Regions from separate parts of the Hordeum vulgare genome. Here region 1 is linked to region 2. Evidence: chromatin contacts called from public HiChIP or PLAC-seq data. All regions are on one chromosome and are shown on one strand. The core of a region is the stretch at or near the end of the contact, and the rest is flanking DNA. Distances in the headings are between cores, read along the strand shown.

Evidence for each region. HiChIP or PLAC-seq counts read pairs in DNA pulled down with a chosen protein or histone mark.
Region 1: a contact with region 2 is called in an H3K4me3 HiChIP or PLAC-seq map of embryo, with 9 times the contacts expected there. The contact joins the promoter of LOC123431957 here to the promoter of LOC123409830 in region 2. A contact is called at or near these places in 1 of 6 Hi-C or Micro-C datasets (seedling) and 1 of 1 datasets of contacts at active chromatin or transcription factors (embryo).

Annotation. Positions count from the first base shown.
Region 1 is chr1H:296,737,567-296,744,367 of MorexV3_pseudomolecules_assembly, reverse strand. It overlaps LOC123431957 (nijmegen breakage syndrome 1 protein), which reads right to left and starts at 3,876. Exons shown (of 13, transcript XM_045115360.1): 1 at 3,610-3,876; 2 at 3,457-3,510; 3 at 2,759-3,014; 4 at 2,139-2,227; 5 at 1,896-2,026; 6 at 1,619-1,665; 7 at 1,398-1,506; 8 at 1,242-1,328; 9 at 793-964; 10 at 94-662; 11 at 1. The coding sequence starts at 3,646.
Region 2 is chr1H:296,314,073-296,321,019 of MorexV3_pseudomolecules_assembly, reverse strand. LOC123409830 reads left to right here and starts at 4,071. Exons shown (of 1, transcript XM_045102704.1): 1 at 4,071-6,590. The coding sequence starts at 4,105. The coding sequence ends at 6,174.

The sequences.
Region 1 (6,801 bases), core at 2,627-5,126, 420 kb before region 2:
TCTGAAAAGTTGAAGGTCAACGATTCCGCTGTGTTAGCATTCAACTCTTTGTGCCAAAAAGGACTACATGAGCATATAGATTATAGAATATACCTTTTTGAATCGTTTGAAGTTAACGCCTCCAGTTTCTGATGACGCGGCAGGAGCTGGCCGAAGGACCCTTTTCACAATCAGATCTCGACTGAAAATAACATGACAAGTCTCTTCCCTGCTACTGTCCAAGTTCTCATCCTTTGGCGCCTTGTTCACAAAAACAGCATCACAAGTCTCATCCTGCGCCACCTTGTTTATAACCTGAACATTCTCACCTCCAGCTTTGAACCCAGAAATTGCTGTTTTCTCTATAAACTGAACATCCTCACCTCCAGCTTTGAATCCAGAAATTGCTGTTTTCTCTATGACCTGAACATCCTCCTCCATGGGTTCCGAAATTTCTTCTTTCTCTAGGTTGTTCTGAACATTGATGCTGACCTTTGTTTCTCCTAAATTTACAGCACTCACACTGCTTGTAACTTTACTTTCTCCTTTATCATCAGACATATGCTGAATATGGTGCTGAGACTTGCTAGCAGCAACAGTACGATCAGACATTGCAGTATCAGTTTCGACATCAGAATCCGCCACAATAGTTTCATCCGTTGTATTGGAGGATGTAATCATGTCTGGCAAAAAAAAAACATTTGTAGGTTCAATAAGGCTGGTGGTATATATATGCGACTGCTTAATGTTAAGATGTCCAAAAAAATTGCACGTTCTCCGAAAATGCATATGCATGGAACTTTTAATGCTTACAAGCAGGTGGTTCAATAGCAGCTGCTTCCAAGCGACCAGACAATATAGCAGCAAATAGCTTCACGTCAGTGATCTTGGACAAAGGAAATAGAGGACGCATCTTACTGAACTCCAAAGGAGATTTTGCAGGAACAAGAAGAATTTGTTGGTCATTGTCTCCAGCTCCAGAGTCCTGTTAATTTCATGCTTAAGTCATTCATCTGTTTGCACCTCCCATAAACAAAGAGTACACACCCAGCAATAACAAGATAAATCGTCATGCAAGTAGAGGCAATGAAGCAATCACATAAGGTAGCAACGGAATAAGTAACCGACATTATTATTAACTCAAGCCCTCTTCATCTAGAATTTTGGTGTCTTACTTTTCTAGAGAGAAAATGCATTATTCCTCAAAGGTATCCTCAAGAGAAAAGGAAAAACATTATATAACATAGTATTAGAACACTTACCTGGCTGTTAGCACAAAACTCCTCGATGCTGAGATATTTTGCTCCAGTTGATTCCAGTAACTCTTGTATTTTCTCTCCAAATTTATACTGCAATTGAATAATGTTAGTCAACAGCAAAATGCCTGATGATATGCTTTCAACTTTAACATACACCACCTTTTCTGATGATCCCAGGATAAAAGTATGGCCTGCTAGGCAATTCTCCATGAGCTTGTTCTCAACCATCTTTATATCCATCCCATCAAGAGTCAAGTTTGGAATATATCTGGATCAAGTACCATGAATATATCACCATCTGCTGTTATGGGAGAACCACAAGTTGATGCAAGAATCTACAGAAACTACAACTCAGGTGCTGAAGGTTGCCCATAGCTTACTGTGTACAAGAAGGGATCTCTGTGTGTATGTTCTTTTCAGCCATCGCCTGAAACAGATCAAAACAAGAACTCAAACCTGAAATATACATATGGATGAGAAAGTGTAAATGACACAAGTGAAATAGTTGTTCATTGCTATATAATTTACAGAATCACACCGGAGGACCTCCTCATGTCCATCTATATGTATTAACTTAATTCGTATAATTCAGGTTCTCTGGCTAGAAAAGACCATTCGAGCATCCAAGCAATGCTGCAGGACGGAAAAGGAAAGTACCTTGAACCAGTTTCCCAAGATGATTGGTTTTTTTGTGATGATTGCATCGAGGAGCTCAAGTGTCAATGAAGATGATTCATCCACAAGAACATGTGTACATGTATCAATCCACTTACGAGTAACATATGCACCTTAGAAGGATAATACCAACTTATCAAAATTAAGTAGCAACAAGCATGCCAAAACCTATGCTTACTAATGAACCGACAGCAAGTACATCATACAAGTATAGTTACCACTAACCAATAGATGTCATGACTGCCTGCAATGATCGATCAATTCGTGCTGACTTTTTGCCATGAAAAAAGACCACTATGGGGACAAACGAGAACCTGTCAGGAATATCAGAAGAACCAAGTGTAACTTATACATCCATCTTTTCAACCAAAGCACCAGTACATGTATGAAATAAGCAATAAAAAAATACATAAAAAATGATTGCATGCATTGACAATCTGATAGGAGCTAGCCTCCTACCAGGGTGTATGCATAGGTTATATGGGTAGCTAGCGGGTTGGCAAGGCTGAGGGCGCGAGCGACGGTGCTGCGGCGCCGTGATCGTGAGATGGAGAAGGCCGCCGGTCGGCGGCTAGGGTTTAGGGTTTTCCAGCAGAAGCCGAGCAAATAAGTTTGCTTCTTCTGAATCTCAGAATAGGTCATTACATGAGTATATATATAATCTCAAATATGATAACTGGGCTAAGCCTCTAACTACGATAACTGGGCTAAGCCCGGCTATAAGTAGCCCCGGTCATAACACAATCATTTCGTACAGATAGTTGCACGTGCTAATTAGAAAAAAGATGTGTAAGCAGGGAAGAAGGCACAAGCATGCCGTTGCCCCATTTTTCTTTTATACTAACCTGAAGGTCATGTTGCCATTTCCGAAAGTCACAGTATCGCCATCAGAAAGCACCACAACTTCATCTTTACGTAGCCGACTGCCCTGAGTTCCCTGTACCTTGTTGACAAATGTGCCGTATTTCGAGCGATCAACTACACTAACACATGAAGGGCTTGCTGGAGCACCAGAACGTGGCTCCCAGGCAACCATCTTTTCAACTGCTATCTCCGCATGCACTCGGGATATTGATGTTTCTGTTTGAACGATGTCGCAATCTGTAGCAGAAATGCCGGCGTTAATCTACAATCTCATACATGATATTCATTGTATATTGATAGCCTACGAAATCATGCAATTATATTCACAATCTATCAGTTCTACGGGCTTGCACAAATGGAAACGATATCGACTTTACTGAAAAGAAGAGTGTGGCTCTTGTCCATGGTCTAGTAAATACAGTAGCAAAGTTAAAATCCTTGACTAGACTGCATTTTAGACAAACGAAGAGACGGGACACAAATTAAAACCGTATGAATCAATCAGCGTATCTGAATCCCAAAACATCATTCTCCTCTTTTCCAACCTGCCAAGAGGTTGTGTACAGGAAACTCAACAACTGACCCGCTAACACAACTATCTTATCACCACATATGTACTGATCGGTAATCGCACGGAGAAACAAAACCTGAATGAACCAACAAGCCTTAAACAACAGACCTTTGCGGCCGACCGTGTACGTCCCGGCGGCGGAGATGTAGTACTGCTGCGCCCCTGCAACCCCATGGAAACCATTCGTCACCAAACTGAAAGGAAAAAACTTGTGCACTGCGAGGTCTGCGGAATCGGACGAGGGGGAGGGGGATGACACACCGCGCACTGTGCCGAAGGGGGTCAGCGCCCAGACCATCTCCCTCTCTCTCTCTCAAGGCCTCCTCGCTCTCGTGTCGCGGGTAGAGCTCCGGTGGTCTTTACACCCGCGCTGGGTGGTGTCGGCGGGGGTTTGGTCCAGATGTTCCGTGGCGGCTGCCGGAGGAGCGCGATGGCCGCCTGACACGGCACGCGCGGTGGTGGGAGCGAGTCGTGCTGTTGCCAGTACGTCTCCGCTGAGAGAATACGTAACAGCAAGCTTCTGTTTGTGTTGGATCTGGGCCGATAGCCTAGCTAAGCAACTGGGCTTGGCTGATTATGACGGTGGAAATTCTAGTGCAGCACGTCGTCGGGAAAAAAGAACCTCTGATTCTGTGTATTTCTGTTTCCATTTTCCAAGAATAGCCAATAGGAATCGCTGCATTCTTTTTTTCCAAATTCATGGGCACTGAGTATGCACGGACATAGTTCTTGTAGTCTAGCACAAAGGAAATTTCCTTTATAGCCCGTCCAATGTTGCATTGATTCAGTTGTTGACAAGATTTTAACAGAACCTTTTTTTCTGACATCAAAAATTTCATATTCAGATGAAAGCCGGTTGTGTTTCTTGATGTCCTATCTATCAATAAATATCCTATCAATAAATGTGTGGAGAGTTGTTCGGACATCTTTTGCCTTTCATAAGGCGACAATTGCAAAGCCTTCCTTCCCTCGCTCTCTCCTGGCGAGCCTGTGAATTTTGTCTTCTACATGGTGGCCCTAGTAGATAAGTTAGGATTGTAATTCTTATAAGGAAGGCGTTTTGGTGGATACTGACATTTTTTATTGGAGTCGATTTTTCGGGCTCCTGTCCTTTTCAGATTCGTCCTCGGGGTTGATTAGACGGAGCTCTGTTATAGATTCCTTCTAACTCCTTGGGTGGCAGGTTAAGATTTCCCATCGTGCATATGCAATGGCCAGATTTGGTGTTAGGTTCTTCAAGTTAATTCAAGGGTTTAACGATTTGTGGCTTTAGGGCACTAGCCATTAGGGAGTAGGGACACATGCACAAAGACTTCTTGGTTGCCATCGATAAGGTTAGACCGGTGCAGTATGGGAGCGGCGATAGCGACGCGTCACCGACTTGTTCTCACAACAGTAGTGGTCGTTAGATGGTCCAGAAACCTTGATGTATTTTTATTATAAGGTGATTTGTACTTTTGTTGAACCTTTATAATGGATCTTTATAATAGATATGAGTCATTTCAAAAAATGTATGAGAATTGCATGTATCCCAAGAACCTTTATATAGGATATGGAAAAGATTCTAAAGGTATTCCTATAACTTTAGCTAGCTCATTGAACGACTGATGAAAAAGAACTCAAAACCACTTTAAAATTGGTTAATATAACTTTTTAAAATGGTGGTTACAAAAAACTTGTGTGGTGTCATTGCATGCAACCGAAAGTTCACACATTAAGCTGATTTTAGTCCATTCATGCCAAAACAAGAGTCGAATCCAGTCCTACCCGATAATTTACCTCACACAAGCTATGTCACGAATTGAGGCATAAACAAATGAATGGTAATGAAATAGTAATTCTCAAGAAAATAAGGTATGGTCCACCGAATGGAACGGGGGAAGACTATAGCATGTAGCTAAATAAACCATGTCATGGAGCTCGGTGCCTCTCCACCTTGTCAACTACTCCTTGAAATCAGCACTAGGTTTATATTGTGCGGCATCGGGACAATTGGTAAGTGTTGAAAAATCCAGCATCTTCTTTAGCCCAAATAAGTGTTGGAAATATGCCCTAGAGGCAATAATAAAATGGTTATTATTATATTTCCTTGTTCATGATAATTGTCTATTGTTCACGTTATAATTGTATTAACCGGAAACCGTAATACATGTGTGAATAAATCGAGCACACCATGTCCCTAGTGAGCCTCTAGTTGACTAGCTCGTTGATCAATAGATGGTCATGGTTTCCTGACCATGGACATCGGATGTCGTTGATAACAGGATCACATCATTAGAAGAATGATGTGATGGACAAGACCCAATCCTAAGCATCGCACAAGATCATGTAGTTCGTCTCCTAGAGCTTTTCTAATGTTAAGTATCATTTCCTTAGACCATGAGATTGTGCAACTCCCGGATACGGTAGGAATTCTTTGGGTGTATCAAACGTCACAACGTAACTTGGTGACTATAAAGGTGCACTACAGGTATCTCCGAAAGTGTTTGTTAGGTTGGTACGAATCGAGATTGGGATTTGTCACTCCGTGTGACGGAGAGGTATCTCTAGGCCCACTCGATAATACATCATCATAATGAGTTCAATATGACTAAGGAGTTAGCCACGTGATCATGTGTTACGGAACGAGTAAAGAGACTTGCCGGTAACGAGATTGAACAAGGTATAGGGATACCGATGATTGAATCTCGGGCAAATATCATATCGATAGACAAAGGGAATTGTATACGAGATTAAGTGAATCCCCGACATCGTGGTTCATCCGATGAGATCATCGTGGAACATGTGGGAGCCAATATGGGTATCAAGATCCCGCTATTGGTTATTGGCCGAAGAGGCGGCTCGGTCATGTTTGCATGGTTCCCGAACCCGTAGGGTCTACACACTTAAGGTTCAGTGACGCTAGAGTTGTAATGGGAATTGTATACGTGGTTACCAAAAGTTGTTCGGAGCCCCGTATGAGATCCCGGACGTCACGAGCAGTTCCGGAATAGTTCGGAGGTGAAGATTTATATATGGGAAGTCCAGTTTCGGTCAATGGAAAGGTTCCGGATTTATCGGTATTGTACGGGGACCACCGAAATGGTTTTGTGTTGCATCTATCTATTTATGGTATTGTACCGGGATCGTAGTAATTTCAAAAAAAATCCTACGCCATGCAAGGATCTATCTATGGAGAAACCAGCAACGAGCAAAGGGGTGGAGCATCTTCATACATTTGAAGATCGCTAAGCGGAAGCGTTGCTAGAACGTGGTTGATGGAGTCGTACTCGCAGCGATTCAGATCGCGGTGGATTCCGATCTATGCACCAAACGACGGTGCCTCCGCGTTCAACACACGTGCAACCCGGTGATGTCTCTCACTCCTTGATCCAGCAAGGAGGAGGGAGAGGTTGAGGCAGAGCTCCGGCAGCACGACAGTGTGGTGACAGTGGAGCTACGTGGTACTCCGGC
Region 2 (6,947 bases), core at 2,822-5,321:
AGCGAGCGACCGATCCAAACGGACAAAAGGCGAACAAAAGCGCCATCCGTTTGGGTCGGCACATTGGAGTTGCCTTATCCCCTAGAATGATTTTTATGGAAATCATTTTCAAGGAGCTATTGAAATTGCTTTTAAAGCAAGGATGAGTCCATCTACAAAATTCAAAAATGAAAAGAGAAAAGGCTAAGAGCAACTCCAGCGCGCTGATCCATTTCATCCACGCACGTCCGTTTGGGTCGCGCGGACAGAAAAGTCGGCCCAACGCGTCGACCCAAACGGACGCGCTTCCGCTTTTTGTCTGCTCGCGACCCATTTTGGGCAGAAATTTGGGTGTCATTTGTGTCGACGCGGATACGGAACGACACGCGCCTTGTCCGCGTTCTCCTTTCCTCGCCCGCTAGTCGGTGTCATAATCTCTCCTTCTTATCCCCTTCCCTCCCCTCACGTGATGCCCGCAAGCACACAAACCCTAGGCCGACGACCCCATTTTCCCTTGGCCACCCTAGCTCTCCAGCACCAAATCCATCTGCTCAGTGCCTCCTTCGTCCTGATGGGGGGGCCTATTGGTGGATCTGCGGCGATGGGATTTGGCGAAATTTTACACATCCTACCATGGGATTTGTTGAAATTTTGCACATCCTATCGGTGGGATTTGTCGAGTGAGACTGTTCGTGGACTGCCTTGGCATGGACTGGTGGGTGCCGGTTCACCAGGTCCGGGCAATCCCCCGGTGCCACATGCAGGCGCTCAGTCCACCTCTAGCCGCTCGGGCCTGACCCATCGCAGGTTCGCCGGCAAGGCGACGACCGGCCATCGCCCTAGGTCGGTGTTGTCCCAAAAGCTTGCCCACTCATCTTTGCCATTTATACGGTGTAGGTCGTCCGATGCATTTCTTGGACGCCAGAACATCCCGGTCGGGCGTTCGTGAAGTGCAAAAACGATGGGATATGATTTTTGTTCGGCCATTTGCTCTTTGTTTGATGCAATTTAGGTAGCTTATATTTGCTCAATATTGTGTGTAGGAAGGATGGAATTTTTGGTACTCGAAAGAAGTATACACCAATCTATTGATCTCATAAAATTTGTAGATGTGCTTGCACTTTTATGTAGAACTGAAGATATAGATGAGACTAAAAAAAACAAAGGGAAAACAACGTCTAATTTTTTAGCATCGAAGAAGAAAGACGTTGTGTTCAAGAATCCATAGATCAACAACGAAGACATAGTAAATATTTTAGTCTTAGTTCAACTAATAGGAGCAGTTAAGAAAGTTGAACATTTTTTAAAATGTTTAATTATGGTTTTTGTTTTCTTTGGCATTATAATCATAGCGACGAATTGATAAAAATGTATGTTGTATTTGACATAAAAGTAAAAATGTATGTTGTATTTGACATAAAAGTAATGTCTAAATTCGATTCAAAATAAATGCTGACCGGTCAAGCGAATAAAAAATAGGTTGACACGTTGAAGATTCGATCGATCGACCCAAAATCTCTCTCTAGTAATAAAGCACGGAGTGTTTCCGTCGTCCGTCGTGGTCATTTTACAAAAAACACCCCGTCGTTTTCGTTAATCAACCCGCAGTCTGTCTTTAAGTGAGTCCGAACCGTTATTTCGTATTTTACACAAAACCCTCTGACATTAACGCTAAATAACCCACAATCCATCTTTCAATGGCAATGAATCGTTTTATATACTTTTGCGTAAACCCCGTGACATATATGTCAATAAACCTGGAGTCTATTCAGAATAAATACGTATTTTCATATAACAATATCTTTTAAACCATAAATCTAATTTAAACATGTTATATATGAAATTTGATTAGAAAAATGTGTAGAGTTTAAATATATTATTATTTTACATGTTAAATAATTTTAATAACCTCAGAGTCTATTCAGAATAAATATGTAATTTCAAATCACAATTTTTTTTAAGCCGTAAATCCAATTTAAACATGTTATATATCGAATTTGATTACAAAAATGTGTAGAGTTTGAATATGTTATTATTTTATATTTTTAAAATAATATATAAAATACAATGTAAATCAATATATTAGAAATCTTTACTACCCGTTGCTCGTATAGGCCCATGTCAAATCTTAACGAACATAATTATTATCCCGAATCATTGGTATTCGACATGCAGCGGCATATAGGCCCATGTCGGATGCTCATAGGCATAAGCATCCAACAATGTTTTAGATCCCAAAGTAAAGTATGCACTCTATATATGCGTCTGTTTTGAGCGAGCGCCTAGAGAATTTATTTTTTCAAAAAACTCGTGTTCCAAAATGTAATTTTAAATAATGTTCCAACTTTAATAAAATGTTTAAACATTTAAATTTTTTAGTTTTTAAAGGTAAAGAAATATTTATGTTTTCCCTTGCTACACACAAGCATATTTGTGCAACCTGATGCTAGAATTGTTACGTTGCAAGAATTTTTTTTCCTCTTTCATTGCAATGCACGGGCATATTTTTTATATGATAAAAAACATGTTGATAAAATCAAGGGTTTCGACTAATGTTTATTCAAGTCATTTATATGTATTATTCAGTATTAAGTCTTTAAAAAAAAATCAATTAACTAAGCTAGAGGCATGAGAGGTTTTTTTTCCTTCCGTTGTATCGCACGGGTCTTTTTTTTAGTCTCTCCCTAATAATAAAGCACGCAGTGCTTCTTCCGTCCGTCATCGTCATTTTACAAAAAACACCCTGGATTTTCCTGAAATCAACCCGCAGTCCGGATTTAAGTGAGAGACGAATCGTTTTTTTTTCGTTTTTATAGGAAACCCCCTGTGCTTTTCCGAAATCAACCCGCAATACATAATACAGTGAGAGAACGAATCGTTTTTTTGATTTTTTGTAGAAACCTCCTTCAGTTTTCATAAAATAAACCCGCATTACATACTTGAGTAAAAAAAACAATCATTTTCCGTATGTTTTCGAAAACACCCCTACAGTTTTTAATTAATTAATCTGTAGTTCAATTATAAATGCAAAATACTTTAAAAATTTATATCTTTTAAATGGTAACTCCAATTTTACATTATTATATATGAAATTTTATTAGAAAAATATGTAGAATCTGAATATAATGTTAGTTTATCTTTTTAATTTTTTAAAATTATGTTTATAATGTAATTTTAATCAATAATGATGCGCACAATCTAAATATAATGTTATTTTATTTATTTAATAATTTTTAAATAATATTTATGCTGTAATTTTAATCAATAGCGTACAATCCATTTTTCATAACGAGGCCGATCCGTGTTGTTAATTAATCCGCGGTCCAATTATAATTAACAAATACTTGAAAAAATTATATCTTTTAAACTGTAACTCTAATTTTAAATTATTACATATGAACTTCCATTCAAAAAATGTGTTGAATCAAAATCTAATGTATCTTACCTATTTAATTTTTTTAATTTCTATTTATAATGTAATTTGAATGTATAGTGATGCATATAATCTAAATATGATGTTATTTTACTTATTTAACAATTTTTAATTATGCATTAAGTTTAAATAAATATCTCAAGTCATGATTATTAGGTTAAAACGTGTTGTATTATTTGCTTCCGTTGCAACGCACGGGCTATTTTGCTAGTTTTAACCTAAACGTCGAACGGACGACCGAATGACAAAAAAACAGACAAAAAGTTCATCCGTTTGAGTGGCGCCTCGGAGTTGCTCTAAAGCATCCCATCACCGCGAGATATACATCATGCTCTGGTCGCTGGACCCTTGACCCTTTTGACCAGTTTACTGTAGCGTGTGACGTGATGCATGGCTTCTGCCGCAAGTTGGTGGCAATCCTATCGCCAAGTGCAAACGGCGTGCTCCGCGGACTGAGCTTCCGTGATTTACTGCATCTGTCTTTGTGTCAATGTCAGGTGGGTCTCACGGGTGGCTGACCCACGTGTCATACAGCCAAAGGCAGGTGTAGCTATCTCAGGTGCGTCCGTGCTCCGCACCCTTCCTCCGCCCCCTCTCCCAACTTGCGTGTGGCTTTATACCCCGCTCCCGTCCTCCCCAATCAGCGTTTGGAGGACTCATTCCATCCCAATTCCCATTCCAAATCGCCAACCATGGCTCTCCGTCTTCACCATCTACCCCTCCTCCTCCTGCTCACCGCCCTCCTACCCACCGCCTCCGCCACCCACTCGCCGGAGAGCGCCACCTCGTACAGCCACCACCATTACCCGACGGGCACCGCCACAGCCCATTTCCACCCCGTCCATGGCGCGGCGCCTTCCATGCATCAAAACCATCTCGAAACCGAGAGCCAGCCTCTGCTCGCCGTGGAACCCGCCGTCGCCGACGCGCAGACAACGGCCCGTCCTCCTCTGCTCGTGCCAGTGCCACCCCAAGCCGCGGCGCCCTCACCGCCTCCCACGTCCGTCGCGCGGCCGGATCTGGCGGCCTCCCGTTCCGAGGCAACGCCGCAGCCGCGAGAGGGGTCAGCGACTGCAACGGCGACGACGCTACCGAACCAGAGTACGCTACCGAGTCCACCGCCTCCCGTCCAAGCCGGCGCCGCAGCTGGGGAAGTGGTGGTCTCCGACAGCGAGCAGGGTCTGCATCAGCTCTCGAGGGCCCTTGCTTCGCTAGGGTACCAGGAGATGGCGGCTGCGGCGGGAGCGCTCCTCGTCAACTCGCCGCTGTTCGCGAAGTGGCCCGGGCCGATGACAGTCTTCGCCGCTCCCGACGCCTTCCTCCAGGCCTCCTGCCCCACTTGCTCGCGTCGAGACCTGCTCATCCACCACATCGCCATGGGCTATTATCCCTACTCCGAGCTCGCGGCCGCTGCCATGGTGAAGATCCCTTCTGCCTCCGTCAACTTCTGCATCAACATCGTTTCAGAAGGTGGCCCCTTCGACACCGGCCTCGCCAGGATCTACGCCGAGGACGTGGAGGTCTCGCATCCCGACCTCTACAACGACGGCCTCTACGTCGTCCATGGCTTGGTCGGCTTCCTGCGCCCGCTCACGCACTCCTGCTTCGACGGCCCGCACCCGCACCATCGCCGCTCCCTTGCGGGGCGATCTTCTGGTGGCACGCTCGTGCGCGAGGCTATCGCCCGCCTACGACGACGAGGCTTCGGCGTTGTGGCGATCGCCCTCCGGCTCCAGTTCACAGAGCTTCAGAGGTTCGCGAATCTTACAGTTTTCGCACTCGAGGACCAGGCCATTTTCGCAAGGGGAGGGCACGACTACGTCTCGTCGGTGCGTTTTCACATCGTTCTCAAGCATCGACTCACCCGCGCCGAGCTACTTCGTCTCCGGCCCGGCACAATTCTCCCCACCCTGGCTGGCGAGGACCAGAGCCTCGTCATCACGCACGGCGCCGGTGAGAATGTCTTCGTCAATTACATACACATCAAGGAGTCGGATGTGGTGGTCAACTCTCGTATTGCCGTGCATGGCATCGAGTCACCTTTGCTGCACCTCAACGGAGAGCTGCACAGCGGCGGCGCGGCCGAGCCAAATCTGAAGAAGAGGTTCACGCTGCATGATTCACAGCGGCCGGCAGAGCAAGGTTGGGCACGGGACCGGGGAGTGCCACTGTATTGGGCCGTTGTTGGGGCTGCAGTGGCGGCCATGGCAGGCGTTGCCGGAGCCGGTAGCTGGTTTCGGTGGGTCAAAGGCAAGGATGGTAAGCGGATTTATCTTGCACAAGCGGCCATGGAGGCAACTTACAATGCCAAATACGGGCGGAGAGACCTGATGGCAGAGCTTGAGGAGCAGAAGAAGAGACTTTGCGCTATATGCAGTGACGAAGCCTTCGATTGGACCGCCACCTGCTGCGATGTGAAGTTCTGCTGTTTATGTCTGGGCACAGCATATGTTAAGCGTCATAATGCGCTCTACGCACCCGGGCCCTGTGTGAGGGAGGGCAGCCTTCTTCCATCTCTTCGTGTGAAGCTGCATCCTGACCTTCCAGGTATGTACATGGAATCCGAGACGAGAGTGAAAGCAGAGTTCGAGAAAGCGCTTGACCAGAAGGATGTTCATGATGAGTTCGTGATGAAGAGGGTGTACACTTCTCATGAAGATGTTTTGGCAAAGATGGCGCCCCAGAGAATCTTGGTCTATAGCCGGGAAGGTAACAGTGAGATTATCCATCAACTCAACCTGGGCAGGACCAACATCACCTGAGAAGCAAATCAACTCCAGCTTCTTTCCGCTTGAAACTTGGTCAGATTTGAAGGATGTGGCTCTGTTACACTATTCTCAGCTTGGGCGAACATGCAGGAGTTGATTTGCTTCTCAGGTGAAACTTGGTCAGATTTGAAGGATGTGGTTCTGCGACTTATCTTACTACATGTCACTTTATGTGTCATTTTCGTTTCTGCATGCACGAGCAAGTGTTAAGCTCGTTCAGTTTGCTTCTAGGCTGTAATGTGTTGCTCAGTTGTTGAGTTTTGTTTAGAACACATACGTTTGTTTAGGCACGGATGCCCTGAGTTAGCAAACCCGTGACACTTTTTTTGAGGCGAGAAAACCTGTGACACTTGTCCGTGTGTATTCTAGTCACTCGTTCACTACACTACTGTATTTTGCACCATGGATTATATTCATCGAAAGAGTGTCACACGGGCATCAAGCACTACAGGAAAATCCCGTTTTACCGTGTGGCAAGCTATAAGTCGTGTTCTTTTTTTCGGGTACTCGGCTTATTTGAATATAAGCCGTGTACACAAGAAAAAACACCCGGTAAAAACAACGCACTCGGCTTATGCTATCATATAAGCCGAGTGTCCAGAAAAAGCTCTCGGCTTACGGTTTTCACACGGTATATATGAAGAAAGCACTCGGTTTATAGCGTGTCACCCGGTAAAGGTACGTGCCACGTGTCTACAACAGCGGTGTTTGACGGCGCCGTCACGGCTTGAACTATAAGCCGTGTGCTTGACAAGTACACACGGCTT